2 separate regions of the Zea mays genome follow, and region 2 is linked to region 1. The links are chromatin contacts, called in public Hi-C maps. All regions are on one chromosome and are shown on one strand. The core of a region is the stretch at or near the end of the contact, and the rest is flanking DNA. Distances in the headings are between cores, read along the strand shown.

What was found. Hi-C and Micro-C count contacts between places; a contact is called where the count stands out from the background.
Region 2: a contact with region 1 is called in a Hi-C map of ear, with 4 times the contacts expected there. The contact joins the promoter of LOC100193682 here to the promoter of LOC103646792 in region 1. A contact is called at or near these places in 4 of 25 Hi-C or Micro-C datasets (ear, endosperm and leaf).

Annotation. Positions count from the first base shown.
Region 1 is chr2:106,795,939-106,802,530 of Zm-B73-REFERENCE-NAM-5.0, reverse strand. LOC103646792 (UDP-glycosyltransferase 79) reads left to right here and starts at 1,388. Exons shown (of 3, transcript XM_008671452.3): 1 at 1,388-2,133; 2 at 2,320-2,704; 3 at 2,824-3,576. The coding sequence starts at 1,435. The coding sequence ends at 3,344.
Region 2 is chr2:107,069,151-107,076,353 of Zm-B73-REFERENCE-NAM-5.0, reverse strand. LOC100193682 reads right to left here and starts at 1,454. Exons shown (of 3, transcript NM_001358862.1): 1 at 1,088-1,454; 2 at 1-689. The coding sequence starts at 587.

The DNA.
Region 1 (6,592 bases), core at 139-2,638:
GTGTGTTAAACTACGATACCTTTTGAACACCGGCAACTGCTGCTTGAAGAGGTGTGCTTGAAGACAGTAACTTGCATTTGAAACAAGCCGCACTTATAGACAAATTACCATATTGCTCGACGACCTTCACTGCTAATGCAATGAACCCACACCTAGGAGCATCAGGATAACCCTTCATATAGATGACTACAGGGTGCTCCTTGACATCCTACCAAGGTCTTTATCGCGAGAAACTAAGCTTCATATTTTGGCTGATTATGTAGTTGTGCCAAAGTTAAATGCTTTAATCAGAATTGTTTTGAAAGATCATTAATAAAGCATAATGTATACCAGATAAATAATGTGACTGAAAGACATGTCTGAACTTTTATCTGTTGGCTAAAATGATCAGCAGCTACTCGTGTTGTCATTGAGTCCCCATTTGCATTAGGAACACCACCAAGACTTTATGAGTATAGTTCATAAACTATTGGATGGTCGTGACACAACATACAATTCCCAGTTATCATGCAAAAAAATAAAAATATATAGGATAAAAATTAGGAGGTAAACACAAACATAAATATACACATACACCTCAGTATGCTCAATCTTAAAGTGGGCAAATCCATTTCACCATCTTACCACAAAGATTGGGTGTGTAGGGGCAAAGACCCTGCAATCACTGGATGCATATTGAGGTCCCCATTTAGTGATAGACCTTTAGCATTCTCTAGCACAAACCCCTGCAAGGACCACAAGAAAAATAAATTAATTGGCGAGTAGGCCAAATATCGAGAACCTCAACTGCCCCGAAGGCCGAATCACTAATTTCTAGGGTGATTGTTGGGTCATGCAGATTAAAATTCTTAGAATAGAGGAAACAACCCTATTACATAATCCCCTAGAAACCAACATCAGAAGTCCTAAACTACTAAATAAAGTAACACGCAAGTCTGCACTGCATATTCCTGGATTCTGGTCTCGTGTGTACTGAGACGATGGAGTGATGAACAGTACAATCTAGCTTCAAGTTTTGCCTCAAAACTACGATTTCATAAGGCATAGAATAGACTTGTTCAAACCCCTGCCATATATATGCACCTGTTTGATTGCCAAATAGCTGACTAAAAGGATTACTATTTTCTAGTTACGAAAGAAAAGCGGCTGGCTTGAGGATCCTTTACGGCCTGTGTATTTTTGTTGGCTTGGAGCCAGGAAAGAAAGGAAGAAAAGGCAGGACAGACAACTCCATCAACCAAAAAAAACGTGCTAACGACACCAGTCAACGGTCAACTCAGACTTCCACTTTCCAAGTTCCAACGAACGAGAAAACTTGCGCGCCACGCCGTTGTGCCTCCACTGCACAGGATTAGGAACGCCTTATTTATTTACTCCAGGGCCCCAGGCTCTCATCGCTGCGAAGTGCCAACCCAAAGCCTAAGACAGCAAACCATGGGGTGCACAACCACGAGCGCCACCTCGTCTTCCTCCTCTGCTGCCAGCGGCGGCGGTGCACACGTGCTGCTCCCGCCGTACCCTGGCGCGCAGGGCCACACAAACCCGCTGCTCCAGTTCGGCCGCCGCCTCGCCTACCACGGCTTCCGCCCCACGCTTGTCACCTCCCGGTACGTACTCTCCACCACGCCGCCCCCAGGGGAACCCTTCAGGGTGGCAGCCATCTCCGACGGCTTCGACGGCGGCGGCGCGGCCGCGTGCCCCGACATCGCTGAGTACTATCGCCAGCTCGAGGCCGTGGGTTCGGAGACGCTGGCGGAGCTGATCCAGACGGAGGCCGCCGAGGGCCGGCCCGTGCGCGTGGTGGTTTACGACCCGCACCTGCCGTGGGCGCGCTGGGTGGCGCAGGCGGCCGGGGTGGCGGCGGCGGCGTTCCTGTCGCAACCGTGCTCCGTCGACGTCATCTACGGGGAGGTGTGGGCGGGGCGGCTGCCGCTGCCGCTGCCGGTGGTGGACGGGAAGGAGCTGTTCGCGCGCGGGCTGCTGGATGTCGACCTCGGGCGCGACGACGTGCCGCCGTTCGCGGCCAGGCCAGACTGGTGCCCCGTGTTCCTTCGGGCGACGGTGCGGCAGTTCGAGGGGCTGGAGGACGCCGACGACGTGCTCGTAAACTCATTCCGCGACATCGAACCCAAGGTGAGAGAGGTTACCGTACCACGCGTCACCACGGCCGGCACCTGTTTGCTGTTTTGCTCAAGTGAATTTTCGGCGCTGAAGCAAGCAAGTCCATGATTGCTCTGTTGTTTCCTTTGATTCCACTTCGCCATCACAAGATTGATTTTCTTTTTTGACACATTTTTGCGTTGCTAATTAACTGAGCAGGAGGCAGATTATATGTCCCTAACATGGCGCGCGAAGACAATAGGCCCAACGTTGCCATCATTGTACCTTGACGATGACCGCTTGCCGTTGAACAAGGCCTACGGGTTCAACCTCTTCAGCAGCAGCGACTCATGTCTGCCTTGGCTTGACAAGCAGCGTCCGCGTTCTGTAGTCCTGGTATCCTATGGAACTGTTTCAGATTACGACGAAACGCAGCTAGAAGAGCTTGGCAACGGGCTGTACAGTTCTGGCAAACCATTCATTTGGGTTGTGAGGTCGAATGAAGAACACAAGCTGTCCGATGAGCTTCGCGACAAGTGCAAGGAGCGCGGCCTTGTTGTCTCTTGGTGCCCACAGCTCGAAGTTCTAGCACATAAAGCTACAGGTAATATATGGAAAATAATGGTTTTTCTCTTTCTCTTACTCTTACATATATATGAGGAAAAATGAGACAAACTGGCAAGGAATGTGAAATTTAATTAGTTGCGTATTTCAAACATGCAGGTTGTTTCTACACGCACTGTGGATGGAACTCGACACTGGAAGCGATTGTTAATGGCGTGCCAATGGTGGCAGTACCACACTGGGCTGACCAGCCGACCATATCGAAATACATGGAGAGCGTGTGGGCCTTGGGTGTCAAGGTGCGCAAGGATGAGAACGGCTTGGTGACGAGAGACGAGGTGGAGAGGTGCATCAAGGATGTCATGGATGGGGATAGAAAAGATGAGTACAGGATGAATGCCACTGTGTGGATGAAAAAGGCCAAGGAAGCTGCACAGTACGGAGGGAGCTCGGACAAGAATATTGTTGAACTAGTTATGTGCCCGTGCGTTGCGACGGCATACAAATTATTCGATACAAAGTTAGTGTATAATAATTACATGAAAACAATCAATATATATTATAAACAACTACAAACTTATCTATTGGCACGAACATTAAACATGACATCGATGTTTTTTCAAGGCTTCACGAGACAAAAAAAAGATCAATTGGGAAAAAAGGAACATAAATGTGAGTAGACCTGAGTGGTCAATAGCTGAGCAAATATGGCCTTCACATCATCGAAGACTACATCAGCAGATTTGGCGCCATCAACCTGAGCGAGCATGCACCCGCAAACTTTTACTTAAGTGAGATTAGGTCAGTCATTACCGTTCATATTTACTCTACAGAATAAAGTTACAAACTTTAATTAGCACAGTCTACGTTTCATACAAAAAAATCAGAGCAGCCGCAAATTATTATTCTTCAGAGCCTCCCTATTTTGTCGTAGTACTAAACAACAGGTAGAGTCGACTCCTGGAAAACCTGAAACCGCTTCCTCCTAATGTCGATGTTGTCGTTGTCTCTTCCCTACATACAACCAAAAGAAATGGACCAAACAAACGAAACACAAGTTACAAACCCGACGCTGAGAAATGAATAACAAGCAAGAGCAAGCCGGACCTGATTTCTGTGTAGAATGTGCCGCTCAATGCTACTATGACTCTGTTACTCAGCTTGCCATTTCAAAAACTTGGCAGGTTCAGAAAATGATGTGGGCGCCTTTCAGAAATTAAAGCCACGACATCTAAGCCTAGCTCGTGTGATTGACCAAAAATAGAAGGTCCAAGATTGAGATAAATCATCCGATATCCCTTTCCAGGACAAGCGAAAGTCACCAAAAATTCCCTTTTTGTAGAACGGAGAACACTGCTCGTTGAGGTAACAGCGGCCTGAAGTTTCCATACGTCCTAGTGGGATATGTGAAGATTAGAAACTGCAAATTCTAGCATGGTTTTTTAAAAAGAAATGTATCTTAATTTCTTTTGGATGAGATAGGCAGTGGATCTTTAATTCTTTAGTGACTAATAATGGTCGTAAGCAAACAGAATAATATGGCTTGCTTCATATATACCGTACTTCAAAAGGTATATAAAAATGGAGATTTCAAATTCTGACGGTTACCTTCTAAGCGAACACTCCAAACAACAACAATCCGCTCAGGGCACAGTCGTATTCAGAACAAACATCCGCGGAAGCGTTGCTGACGAAGAGACCATAGAGACCCATCCCAAATATAAACATGACCGTTTCAGCAAGATACACATCTGCAGAAAATTGTGCAGTGCAACAGTGTACCGCAACGCAAAGCAACAATAGTTAAAACAATTTAATATGCCAATTTTGATGAACAATTCAATATATATTTTGATGAGAAATAAAAAATATGAAATTTAACAAATACCAAACCAATAAAGGCGCATGGCACACCCCATGATCCCAATATCCTTCATGAGAAACAACATATCCATAAAAAATAAAAACTCGGTGACACATTTGAAAAAATTATTTGAATTTTGAAAGTACCACCACTAAATTCTTCCATGTGAGTGTATGATTTATGCCTTCAAATCGTGTAAACTCTCGACAAATGAAATGCTGCAATCTAGTCATTAACTCCGATATCAAATTCTGGATAGATGAAATGCGCATATATACAAAAAGGCATTGATTAAATGAAAAATATCATTTAAGATTTTTTAATACCTAGCTACAGCTTTCAGATTGTCTATTGGGCGCTTGCAGCAAATGGTGCCTCTGCTCCTCACTCCTACTCTGTCCAGAACCATCGAGTGACATTGCCTGGGTCATCCATACGACCATACCTGTCGTCCATTCCACATCCACTCACGGTTTTGGTCATTCATTATGTTTTCTATAGCTAGCTGCAGGGGTGCGAGTATGATGGTCGGATGTTCATTTCAGCTGTAGTTTGAGCCTTACTGTTCTCATACATGAAACATTGTGGCCTTGTGGGGTTGCCGTACTTCTCCTTGACGTAGGTGACAGCTTTGTATAGTCCCCAAGGCATGATGTAAAGCCAGTCTGAGTTTTCCTGCAACGACAGCTTAGTTGGTTCAGAAACGACTACGACTATAGGATTATTACCTAGTATATCTAACTCAAACACAAATGATCAATACCCTTGATCTAATCGGCACACCGTTGCGTTTATCTACAGTGTCAATAGACGTTAAGAAAGTTTCAGATTAAAGAAACACACACATTTACTCCTTCCAAAACAACCATCAAATAAATACCTGCAGTTTAGATGTCAATGGAGCTAGGCACACTTACAGACAAATTCAGCGTGCCAGTTAGAAGAGTAGCTAAGCGGAGATGTAGCATTTGGCTGTCGATCACGAACATAATACGCAGTGTACTGGTTGACTCCAACATAGTCAATGGTGCCTCTGACTACGTCGGCCTCCTCAGCTGTGAAATTTGGGAGCCTGTCTTTCATGGTTCTTCGAACTGATTTGGGGTACTCACTGTAGACAATCGGGTGCAGAAACCTGAAACATTTTCAAGGCTCGGTGTTTAGAGGTGGTACAGATACAAGATGATCTCTGTATCCAGCTCTTTGAATCAACCGAAATGGTCACGAGTTGAAGCAAGCTAGAATGTTTGGGATGGGGGCAGACGATTTTTTTTCAAATTACCATCCGGCATGGAAGTTTCTTGATCTTTCAGCCGCAACTTGGTCGACAGTTGAGTTTTTTAGGGCTTCATATCACACGAAACCCAGAAGGATCCCAATCCTCCCCTTCTGTGTCAACTGGAAGGGAGTTTGTGTGTGTGCAGACAAAATTTGGAAGAAAAAAGTTCTAAACGCTATTGTTTAATGTCTCTGTCTAACTTAGAACTGTTCATTACCTGCTACTTTTGGCAGTACCTCTAGACTGCAGCGACGTGGGAAAGGTTGAGGTGATGAGCGACAATGTAAGGCTTGGTAGTGGAGTTCCCAGCCTTGCATCTTGTGGACCTTCCTGGCGCGAACCTACCGTCGTCATACCATAGGGCAGCAACCACCCTCAGGCTCATTGAACGTCATCCAGTTCTTCACTCAACCATCAAACATGACATCATTGAAACCGAAGATGACACCACTCATGCTTCAAGAGCAACCCTTCCAGCCACTTGGTCCAGATCACGCCTTCCCTGGGAGGTTATGAGGCACCCACTGCAACACAATGACAATGTGCGATAAACAAACTTCAACAACCAGGACAAGTTAGTAGCAAGAGAAAGGGTGTGATAGCTGAATTGCCCCTTGGGATCGATATCAATGATGCCCATCTTCTACAACTGCTGCAGGATGTTGCGTGAAATGGCACCACTGCTCTTGCAGAAATGTGGTGGGGCAGGAACCATTCCTTTGGCGGCCACCATAAATCTTATGAAAGCCACCCATACCAATGCCTTACCTTAGGTAGATCTTCCT
Region 2 (7,203 bases), core at 205-2,704, 270 kb before region 1:
CTGTCGAGCGACTTGCGGATCTCCTGTGTGAGCATACGCACATGCCAGCTCGCCTCTTCTTTCATTTTCATCATCCCCACCTCCCGGTCCAGCTCACGTGCCTTGTTCACCAGGAAGTTTTCCCTGACCTTCACCCTCAGGAGCTGCGGTATCAGTGTCAGCAGCGTGATGGCTGTGGCGAAGGAGACTAGTGCCGTCATGAACTTGGCGACGGTGAGGGCGAGCACGAGGTGGAAGGAGTGCGGGTCGTAGGTGAACACGGTGATGAGGTGCGTGAGGCCGCAGAGCACGATGAAGGCGCCGAACTGCAGCACGATCCATTTGAGGGGGAAAAGGTCGGAGCAGGTGGCGAAGTAGAGCAGCTCGAGCGGGATGGAGAAGTAGGCCGCGGCGATGAGGAAGTCGCTGACCTTCTGGCATTGCAGGATGTTGTAGGTGCTCGAGAGGGCGCCGTCGTCGGCGTCGTCGCAGCCGCAGTGGCCGAAATCGACGGACGCCGCCGACGGCGAGAGGAGCAGGGAGGAAAGGAGCAGGAGGATCCACACGGAGGAGACGGAGACCCCGCACGGCGCCGTTCCCACCACCATCGGCTCTACCACCAACCAGGCTTCATTCAGACGTGCATTTGCGCATTCCTGCACCGACTGGAGGCGCTCGGCGTCGATTCCACACTGCACGCGCCGACGCTCCTGCATTCATCAGATGTAGTATAAGTACAAATTGAACGCAGTTAACATCACAGCTTTGCAATCAATCAAACCGCGGCACACAAATCAAGATCTGGCGAAAAGCAAATCGATGCCTTTGGGCGGTTGGGCTTGGGCACGTGTTGAAGATTTAATCCTTCCAAAAAATAGCATCGAAATACATGTATCGGTCAAAACCGAATCCATCAGTCCACCATGGATCTTGTTATACACGTACTCCAGAAGGTAAAAATATGGGCCAGAGTAGGTAGGAGATTTAGAACAGCCCAAATCCGATAAACCCCCGAGCTCGAAGCATTCCACAGTCCGGTAAAAAAAAATCCAAACATATTTGTTGAACTGAAGGAAAAAAGCATGGAGGAGTAACTAACGCTGCCCACCTTCGGCGTTCGGCCATCTTTCCTGCAGGCTGCAGCAGCAATCTTCCAGAGGAGGAGAGGAGGTAGTAAGGTCGCCAAGAAACACGGTGGAGGCACCGGTACTAGCACCAGCACCGTCTCCACGTGGGCCGGTCACGGATCGAGCCAGGAAACCTCGGCACCGGCGGGAGACCGGAGCTCGGCGGATCCATAGTCACGAGGCCGCCGAGAAGAAAAAAAAAGGTCTGTTTTTCCTTCCCTTCCCTCACCGCTGGGCGCTTGAGCTGGGCGGAGAGAGCGACGTCGGAAGGCGGGGAGCGCGCGGCCTTCGTGGTGGGGGTGGCTGGGGGTGAGGGCGCTACGCGACGACCGGACCAGCGGAGCTGAGTAGGAAGAGTAGGCGATGCTTCGGCAGTTCAGCGGGTCGAGCAGGGGGGTTGGGTTGTCTCTCCGGCGGGGTTCACTAAACCGGTTGAGGGTTTGTTCGGTTCTATCCTAATTTATATGGATTGAGAAAGATTTAGTGAATTTTAATCTTAGTAAGTTAAAATTTCTTTCAATTTGAATCAATTACTTCCAATCTATATAGATTGAAAATAACCGAACAAGATCTGAGGGGTGAAATTGTGAAAACATGTGCCCATCGATACCGGTGAAAATAGGTAGGAATTGGTCAAAAAATTTTAATTCAAAACCCATAAATCGATAAGACTGATTAATCGGTTTTTGGCCTGATAAATCGACAGCATAGAAATAAAGACCGAGCTATATGTATTTTGTAAATAAAGCATATTAAGGCTCCATAATTTAAACAAAAGATGACCCTAAACAATATCACAATTTTAATAATAATATTTAGCAGTTTCATAGTTCACAAACAATGACGAAGATAAAAATACACCATTCATAGTTCACAGTTGTTGCTCCGTCAAAGATCATTCACACATGGTGCATTCCACTGATATTGTGCTTGTGCCATATTATACTCCTCCGTTGATAGCAACATAATACCTTGCTCATGTATCAATTGTGCATTGTACCCTGTCCAAGTCTGATCGGTCCACGAAGAAGTCGTAATCCATGACTCCACCAACATTTGGTAGTACTTAATGTCCTCCCATTCGTACACCCACCTCATTGGTTACTGTGTCACCTCACCAACCGGATAATTGGCATAGGAAAGTAGGGGTGAAGACGAACCTTGTCTTTTATTGCTAGAATCGGGGTCTGATATGCTTGTTGTAGGCCTTGGAGTCTGATCCCTATGTGTCCTACACTGGCAGGTGCGCCGTGATCATGGTCTTATGTAGTGTATTCGTATTGGGACTCCCTACATAGTTATGAAAACATGGTTAGATATCAATCACTAATTTATTAAGAACTAAATGTAATGATACATATGAAATGTATCGAAGCCATCTAAGACCCACTTGGCCACTTTAACACCATAAATTTAGGTGTATAAAATTTCTTCTCTAGTATCTACCAAATTTAGGTGTTACCTCTCTTCTTCTCTCTATAGTTTCCTTTTTCTCTCCCTTTTAGTAGAGGTTTGGTTATTTTATTTGGAGATGTATTTGAAAGGGAAATAGGCTTACACCTTTTCCTAATTGATTTTGGTGGTTGAATTGCCCAACACAAATAATTGGACTAACTAGTTTGCTCTAGATTGTAAGTCTTACAGGTGCCAAAGGTTCACAACAAACCAATAAAAAGACCAAGAAAGGGTTCAAATAAATAGAGCAAAAGATAATCCAAAGGAAGCTCTGGTCTGGCGCACCGGACTGTCCGGTGCACCAGGGAACCCAACTCTGAACTTGCCACCTTCGGGAATTCGGGAGGCCGCTCCGCTATAATTCACCGGACTGTCCGGTGCACCAAGCGGAGCAACGGCTCCAAGCGCCAACGGTCGTCTGCAATGGCTATAGTGAACAGGAACAGTGCCGACTGCGCGCGCAGAGTCAGAGCAGGCGTCAGAAGGCGCACCGGACAGTGAACAGGACCTGTCCGGTGCACCACCGGACTGTCCGGTGACCCAGTTGTCAGAAGCTCCAACGGTCAGAACCCAACGACCTGGTGACATGGGTGGCGCACCGGACTGTCCGGTGCGCCATACGACAGCAGCCCTCACCAACGGTCCTTTTGGTGGTTGGGGCTATAAATACCCCCCAACTACCACACTTCAATGCATCCAAGTTTTCAGCCATCAAACCTCATACAAGAGCTCTAGACTTCATTCCAAGACACAAACAAAGAGATCAAATCCTCTCCCAAGTACAAAGATCATTCCAATCAAATAGTGACTAGTGAGAGAGACAATTGTGTTCATTTGAGTTCTTGCGCTTGGATTGCTTTTCTTCTTCCTTCTTTCTTGTTTCCAACTCAATTGTAATCAAGGCAAGAGACACCAATCGTGTGGTGGTCCTTGTGGGGACTTAGTGTCCGATTGATTGAGAAGAGAAGCTCACTCGGTCTAGGTGACCGTTTGAGAGCGGGAAAGGGTTGAAAGAGACCCGGTCTTTGTGACCACCTCAACGGGGATTAGGTTTGCAAGAACCGAACCTCGGTAAAACAAATCACCGTGTCATCCGCCTCATTTGCTTGTGATTTGTTTTCGCCCTCTCTTTTGGACTCGATTATATTTCTAACGCTAACCCCGAAACTCTATAAATTTCAGATTTGCCTATTCACCCTCCTCTGGGCGACTTTCAATTGGTATTAGAGCCCGGTACTTCATTAGAGCCTAACCGCTTGAAGTGATGTCGGGAGCATCCGCCAAGAGGGAGATCGGGACCGGCGACAAGTCCGCAAGCTCGGGGAGAACGCACTCAAGGGAGTCCGCTCACAAGCACAAGGAGGAATCCTCTTCCTCCATCAAGTCTCAACGGAAGGGTTACAAGAAGAAGAAGATGAAGAAAGTGGTCTACTACGAGACCGACTCTTCGTCACCCTCCACCTCCGGCTCGGAATCGACATCCGTCACTTCTAAGCGCCATGAGCGCAAGAAGTATAGTAAGATGCCCCTTCGCTACCCACGTATTTCAAAACGCACTCCATTACTTTCCGTCCTATTAGGCAAACCACCTATGTTTGATGGTGAAGATTATTCTATGTGGAGTGATAAAATGAGGCATCACCTAACCTCACTCCACAAAAGCATATGGGATATTATTGAGTATGGAGCGCAGGTACCAAAGAAGGGGGACAAGGATTACGATTCAGAGGAGGTCGAACAAATCCAACACTTCAACTCCCAAGCCACTACTATACTCCTCGCCTCTCTAAGTTGAGAGGAGTATAATAAGGTGCAAGGGTTGAAGAGTGCAAAGGAGTTTTGGGACGTGCTCAAGACCGCGCACGAAGGAGACGAGGTGACCAAGATCACCAAGAGGGAAACAATCGAGGGGGAGCTCGGTCGATTCATGCTTCACCAAGGGGAGGAACCACAAGCGATGTACAACCAGCTCAAGACCTTGGTAAACCAAGTGCGCAACCTCGGGAGCACCAAATGGGATGACCATGAGATGGTCAAGGTTATTCTTAGATCACTCGTTTTTCTTAACCCTACACAAGTTCAATTAATTCGCGGTGATCCAAGGTATAAACTAATGTCCCCCGAGGAAGTTATAGGAAAATTTGTGAGCTTTGAATTGATGATCAAAGGCTCCAAGAAAATCATCGAGCAAGGCGCCACCTCCACACCCGAGGTGCAACCCGTCGCATTCAAAGCAACGGAGGAGAAGAAGGAAGAGTCTACATCAAGTAGGCTCCCCATCGACGCCTCCAAGCTCGACAACGAGGAGATGGCGCTCATCATCAAGAGCTTTCGCCAAATCCTCAAGCAAAGGAGGGGGAAGGACTACAAGCCCCGCTCCAAGAAAGTTTGCTACAAGTGTGGTAAGCCCGGTCATTTTATTGCAAAATGTCCATTATCAAGCGATAGTGACAGGGGCGACGACAAGAAGGGAATGAGAAGAGAAAAGAAGAGGTACTACAAGAAGAAGGGCGGCGACGCCCATGTTTGCCGGGAGTGGGACTCCGACGAGAGCTCCGCCGACTCCTCCTCCGACGAGGACGCCGCAAACATCGCCGTCACCAAAAGCCTTCTCTTCCCCAACGTCGGCCACAAGTGCCTCATGGCAAAAGACGGCAAGAAGAAGAAGGTAAAATCAAGATCCTCCACTAAATACGCAACTTCTAGTGATGAGGATAATTCTAGTGATGATGAGGATAACTTGCTCACTCTTTTTGCCAATCTTAACATGCAACAAAAGGAGAAATTAAATGAATTGATTAGTGCTATTCATGAGAAGGATGAACTCTTGGATAGCCAAGAGGACTTCCTTATTAAGGAAAACAAAAGGCATGTTAAGACTTGTCGGGGACCATAATTAGGGGTACCCTCAAGACGCCTAATTCTCAGCTGGTAACCCCCATCAGCATAAAGCTGCAGAGGCTTGATGGGTGCGATTAAGTCAGGGATCAGTCCATACGAGCGACTCGATCACGCCTCGCCCGAGCCTAGCCTCGGGCAAGGGCAGCCGACCCCGAGGGATTTCCGTCTCGCCCGAGGCCCCCCTTTAACGGCGGACACATCTCCGGCTCGCCCGAGGCCTTGCCTTCGCTAAGAAGCAACCCTGACTAAATCGCCGCGCCGACTGAATGAGTCGCAGGAGCATTTAACGCAAAGGTAGCCTGACACCTTTATCCTGACGCGCGCCCCCCGGCAGAGCCGAAGTGACCGCCGTCACTTCGCCGCTCCACTGACCGGTCTGACAGAAGGACAGCGCCGCCTGCGCCACTTCGACTGCAGTGCCACTTGACAGAGTGAGACTGACAGGCAGTCAGGCCCTGCCAAAGACGCCATAGGAAACTCCGCTCCGCCCGACCCAGGGCTCGGACTCGGGCTAGGCCCCGGAAGACGGCAAACTCCGCTCCGCCTGACCCAGGGCTCGAACTCGGGTTAGGCCCCGGAAGACGGCGAACTCCGCTCCGCCCGACCCAGGGCTCGGACTCGGGCTAGGCCCCGGAAGACGGCGAACTCCGCTCCGCCCGACCCAGGGCTCGGACTCGGGCTAAGCCCCGGAAGACGGCGAACTCCGCTCCGCCCGACCCAGGGTTCGGACTCAGGCTAAGCCCCGGAAGACGGCGAACTCCGCTCCGCCCGACCCAGGGCTCGGACTCGGGCTAAGCCCCGGAAGACGGCGAACTCTGCTCCGCCCGACCCAGGGCTCGGACTCGGGCTAAGCCCCGGAAGACGGCGAACTCCGCTCCGCCCGACCCAGGGCTCGGACTCGGGCTCAGCCCCAGAAGACGACGAACTCCGCTTCGCCCGACCCTAGGGCTCGGACTCCGCCCTGGCCTCTGCCGAACAACCTCCGCCTCGCCCGACCCAGGGGCTCGGGCTCGGCCTCGGCCATGGAAGACAGACTCGACCTCGGCTTCGGAGGAACCTCCACGTCGCCCGACCTAGGGCACAGGCCCGCCACGTCAACAGGAAGCGCCATCATCACCCTACCCCGAGCCGACTCGGGCCGCAGAGAACAAGACCGGTGTCCCATCTGGCTAGCTCCGCTAGATACGCAATGATGGCGCCCCGCAAGCCCTGTGACGACGGCGGCTCTCAGCTCCGTTACGGAAGCAGGGGGACGTCAGCAAGGACTCGACCGCTCTGACAGCTGTCCCTCCGCCAGGCTCCATTGCTCCTCCGACAGCCACGACATCACACTAGCAGGGTGCCAAGATCTCTCTGGCTGCCACATTGGCATGTACTTAGGGCGCTAGCTCTCCCTCCGCTAGACACGTAGCACTCTGCTACATCCCCATTGTACACCTGGATCCTCTCCTTACGCCTATAAAAGGAAGGACCAGGGCCTTCTTAGAGAAGGTTGGCCGCGCGGGGGCGAGGACGGGACAGGCGCTCTCTTGGGGCCGCTCGCTTCCCTCACCCGCGTGGACGCTTGTAACCCCCTACTGCAAGCACACCCGACCTGGGCGCGGGACGAACACGAAGGCTGCGGGATTTCCATCTCTCTCACGCCCGTCTCCGGCCACCTCGCTTCCCCCCTTCGCGCTCGCCCACGCGCTCGACCCATCTGGGCTGGGGCACGCGGCACACTCACTCGTCGGCTTAGGGA